Regions from separate parts of the Mus musculus genome. Here region 2 is linked to region 1. Evidence: chromatin contacts called from public Hi-C data. All regions are on one chromosome and are shown on one strand. The core of a region is the stretch at or near the end of the contact, and the rest is flanking DNA. Distances in the headings are between cores, read along the strand shown. Region 1 has its middle 25 kb from the start of Gm31568. Region 2 has its middle 16 kb from the start of Gm24006.

The links. A called contact is a pair of places that touch in the nucleus more often than the background predicts.
Region 2: a Hi-C map of the G1E-ER4 cell line shows a contact between it and region 1, with 2.2 times the contacts expected there. A contact is called at or near these places in 4 of 39 promoter capture datasets (the HPC-7 cell line, liver and stem cell-derived epiblast-like cells), 2 of 484 Hi-C or Micro-C datasets (the G1E-ER4 cell line and embryonic stem cells) and 1 of 130 datasets of targeted methods (CD8 T cells).

What each region holds. Positions count from the first base shown.
Region 1 is chr19:35,125,721-35,128,301 of GRCm38.p6, reverse strand. No RefSeq gene overlaps it. Among named protein-coding and RNA genes, the nearest start is that of Gm31568, 25 kb to the left of the region's middle.
Region 2 is chr19:35,218,157-35,220,737 of GRCm38.p6, reverse strand. No RefSeq gene overlaps it. Among named protein-coding and RNA genes, the nearest start is that of Gm24006, 16 kb to the right of the region's middle.

The DNA of each region.
Region 1 (2,581 bases), core at 37-2,536:
TCTAATTGACATTAAAAAAAATAGTATTAAGGAACAATACATGCCAGAGAAAGTACTTTCAAACTTGAACAATGATGAATCATGTAGAGAGCTTGTTGAAATTCATATCATGACTCAGTTGGGCTCAGACTTGTTCCCACATTCAGATGCCGGTCACTAAATTCAACCACCATATTCTTTGAGTCAGGAAATGATCGCTCCCACAGAAAAGGGATGAGGTAACGATGTCATACAAGACTCAGTCAGCCACCAGTCAGAGCAGAAACTGAACCAGTTCCTGGGGGCTGGTTTGGGGGGGGGGCAGGTTTTAAATGTGAATTTGTTTTAAAGTTGCAGTCAGTTGAAGGTATATCTGTATTACAGATGCATGCAAGTAAGGCTCCACTCCACTAAAAAGTAGAAATTATTTACCTGGAGTTATTTTTTTTTTATGTTGCTGTTAGTGTTTTATTTTTTTTATTTTTTTTATTACGTATTTTCTTCAATTACATTTCCAATGCTATCCCAAAAGTCCCCCCCCCACTCCCCTACCCACCCATTCCCATTTTTTGGCCCTGGCATTCCCCTGTACTGGGGCATATAACGTTTGCCTGACCAATTTACCTGGAATTATTAACTGGGAAAGATAAGCAACTCAAACACCAATTGCTACACTGCTTTGCTTGAACCACAACATGAGGAATGGCATACAATCTAAAATGGAAAAAAATCTCTAGAAAACTTGGAAGTAAGGGGCTACATGCCAGCACGTTACTGGGAAATTAATGTAGTCAGGGTAATAAACTCTCACTGAACTGAAACAGAGATATGCAGAGTCACCTTAAGAAAATAGAAACTCGACAAAGCCCACAGCACCTGGCTCCAGACTAATTCGAGGAGCTGATATATCTAAGGAAAAGAAGTATTCTTCATAAAGTTGGCCAGCATAGAGGCTTATAAAAGGCTAATCACGGTGTCTGTTTACTGGGAAAAGAGCCCCAGCTCAAGAATGTAGGAAAGCTGGCATCATCTATCCTCATCATGGGAAAAGCCGACTTACAGGACAGAACTAGTAGACTACAGCTCATTCTATGAATCTCGTTGAGGGGGTAAGATTTCACTAAGACAAAGGGACATGGTTTATTTCTACAGAGGCAGAGCTATGGCTGCTTTGTCACTATAGTTTGAAGAAGGGCTATATGGCTCACAAAACCTAAAACATTTGTTGTCTGACTGTTTAGAGAAGAACTTTCAAAACTTTATAAAACCCTTAACCAGGTAATTGGTTCCCGTCACTTTGATTCCACGCACCTCAAGCAAACTCGTGGTTTCGGTTTTGTTTCATAGGTCAGACACCAACAGCGGCAAGTGTCTCCCACAGCTCTTGGTTATTTTTAACTTATTTCTAGCCTAGATTTGGGGATTATTTTTTTTTTCTCATAGTGTCTGGGAGCTTGCCCTATCTGAATCATTTCCGTGAGTAATAGTTAGTTCCCTTTTCAATATGCTTTGTAAAATAAAGAAAATGAAACGCAATTCCCTGCACTTAGGAGGAAAACAGCTATGCATGTCGACTGTAGTAGGCTTCTTACTCATTCTGGAAAAGATCGGGGTTAAGGGCGAGCAGCAGGCCAGGGCCCAAAGCTGCACTTCACAGGGTTCTGTTTACTTCGGTTGTCATAGGAGCAGGACCCATCTTTACTCCCACGAAGGAAGGCAGACAGTCTCCCCAGATTCCAATGTTTCATTTCTGACTCGTAGAAGTCTCTGCTTTATTTTTAAACTTGACTTTTTCTTTTACTTCTTTCGATATTTTTATTTGAATTTCACATCTTCATGTGTTTGGCACAGATAAGATCCTCATATGAGCAGAACACGGTATGCTAGTTGCAAATTCCTTTCAATGACTCCCAGCAGGATCCATTTACTTGCTATAATTTATTGGATATTTTATCATTGTATAACCAACATTTGTTGAGTATATACCACATTGTGGATACCATAGCTAGTTTAGCCATCTGCAGGAAACGTTTGTTTCCTTTGTAGAGTCCATGGTTAAAGTATAATGGGGTGAATTTGACAACTCATCCTATATTAAGACACTCAACCCCTCCAAATTTCCTTAACAGCTAAGTTATTCTTTTCTAATAGATCTTTCACACATCTTTGATAACAGTCATGAAATAATACCTTGATAACCTACAAGGTAAGACATAATTTTCACATCTATCGCGCTGTCAATAAGGACAGTATTTATATTTGTATTTTGTTGTTTATTTATTGCATTCCACAGATGTCACAACAGCCTCTTTCCCTCAATGCAGCATCTCTAAGCATGGTGGGGAACAGTTTCCTGTTGGTGCACCGGGCTCTTTATGAATTTATCCATTTCACACTGAGAACTATCTAATTGTCTTTAGCTTCCATCTAAGGCAGTCCAATGGCCTTGCCTCTGAGTCACTGTGGAGTTTGGCCTGGTGATCCCTTCAGTACAGTAGACTGGAGATACAGAACTGACATCCTTCCCAGTGTTTTGCAAGCTTTGGGTGGCTCGTGTGGCTGTAGAGTTAACGGTGCCATCCAGAACACTCAGCAATATTTT
Region 2 (2,581 bases), core at 23-2,522, 92 kb before region 1:
ATAAAAAAAATTTAAAGAAAACACCACAAAAAACAAAACAAAACAAATCAAGGTGGGGTCTTGTCCTAAGTCCCTAAGGAACTCCTATAGGAATCACCTCTTAAAGGGCCACAACTCCCCAAAACACCACCCTGAAGACTAAAACCCAAACAAGGCCCAAAACTGATTTATGCAAGTGGTTCTCATCTTCTTTGGTGACAGTTATTCCTTTTAGAATCAACTACATGATATGGAACATCCCAGAGAATCTATGTATGCATAATTTTAAATGATTCATAATGTAAAAGGTTCCACAGAATATTGGTATGTATGTAATTCAGACCAATATCTTCCATGTTTAATTTATCTTACTTTGCATTTGGTGCCAGAGATTTGAGTCCACATCCACTGCAGACTGTGACGTGCACCTTACTGCTATTGAGCTTCAAATTCAGACTCCCTTCCTGTTTCTCATTTAAAATAGAAAAAAAAGTGAGCTCACAAAAAAGAAAGTTTCAAAGCCAAACAAGCAATTAAAATGGGAAGGCAAGATTAGCATCTGTGCCAGGCATGGTGGCACACGCCTTTAATCCCAGGACTTGGGAGGCAGAGGTAGGTGAATTTCTGAGTTCGAGGCCAGCCTGGTCTACAGAGTGAGTTCTAGGACAGCCAGGGCTACACAGAGAAACCCTGTCTCAAAAAACAAAAAACAAAAACAAAAACAAAAACAAAAAAAAAAAAAGGAAAAAAAAAAAAGATTAGCATCTGTGCTGTTAAACCACACACACTGTTTTTTTTTCCTATGTCTCATCATCTTTCTGAGAAGAGAGGGCAAAGCTATAATCTCTCAAAATTCTCTAGTTTCTTTCATTTTATTAAAACTCTAAGCATATAACAAGGTGTTTTCTATGCTGACATATCACCAGCTACTTAATTTACGAGAAAAATAGCTTTTTTGGCTATTTTCCAACTTTAACACACCGAAGGCTCAGGTAGTAGTCCTATAGTAAATAGACTGTGTTTCACACTGACTATAAACTATGATAATACTTCAGAAAGAATATGGTCGTCTGCCTCAAGCTTATTTGAACAGAGAACAATAGGTATGTGCAGTATTCCAAGGGACAGCAATTGTGGAAATACTCCAGTTGGGTACCCAGGCCTATGTGTCACTTCCTGCATCATGGTAGAACCTTGCCCTTTTGGCAGAATCATTAGTATTTAATCTTGTGGCATATGTAAATCACACATTTTTTATTGGCGTTGCTTCTGAACCATCCAGGTATACATGTTTTGGGGCAGCCTGTCCCCATTCTCCTTACTTGGGCCTCAGATAGATTGCTCCTTCATATCAGCAGCAGTTTCAGTCTTGAATTGTTGTGTAAGAATCTCTGAAAGTTATGGCTGAAAAATTGTGCTTTATGATTTCCTTGGACCCTTTGTGTTGACTGAGTTCAGCTGGGTAGAATTATCTTATTCCTGTTGCCAGGCAGTGAATCAGGCTGAAGTCGTTAGACTGCCTGAGTGAACTTCTGCCCTGCCTTGCATGAAGCGGATCTCCATTGTCATCCAGAAGCTCAAATGGACCCGCCAAGCAGAATTTCTATCTTCTCCAGTTGACTCGAATTTTCCTCCTGAGGCAGTCACTGAGAGCTGGAAGGGACATCTCAGGAACCAGGACTAAGAAATACGGTTGGAAACTGCATGAGTTCTTAGGGGCTACAACTTAGAAACCATAGATCATCTCTTCCATCACACGCCTCGAGGTGAGCAAGTCTCTAGGGTAAGCTCATATCCAAGGGAATGGGAATTAAACTCTACATCTTAATACAGGTGTAGTATTAGATTTTTTTTTTTTTTACTAATCAAAACATTTGTTACTTTGCATTGTAAAGCCTATTTACTTGAATGTATTGCTCTAATATGAATTTGACAATTCTCCCAAAAAATCCATGGGTTAATAGTTTGGCTTGCAACTCATTTCAGTATTGGAAGATAATAAAACTTTTAAGTTATGAGGCCTAGTTAAAGCAAGTTAGGTCACTGGAAATGTGCCCTTAAATACTGAATTAAATAAGGTTCTCTAGAGCAGTGTTTCTCAACTTGTTAATTGCAGCCCCTTTAGTAAACCTCTGTCTCCAAAAATATTTACATTACAATTCATAACAATAACAAAATTACAGTTATAAAGTAACAACAAAAATAATTTTATGGTTCAGGATCACCATAACATAAGGAACTGTATTAAAGAGTTGTAACATTAGAACAGTTGAAGTCCCAGATATCAGGAAAGCAAGAGGCTCCCAGGATCCAATGGAGATGAAAGGAGCTGAAATTCCCAACCAAGGGGAGGGAGAACCTGTAGATACCATATCCAGAGGTTAGGCAAGGACCCTGGTTGAGGGATGAGGCCACCCACTTATCTCCAATTTTTTTCACCCAGAATTGCTCCTGTCTAAAGGAAATATGGGGACAAAGTGTGGAGCAGAGACTGAAGGAAAGGCCATCCAGAGACTGCCCCACCTGGGGATCCATTCCATATACAGACAACAAACCCAGACGCTATTGCAGATGCCAAGAAGTGCCTGTTGACAGGAGCCTG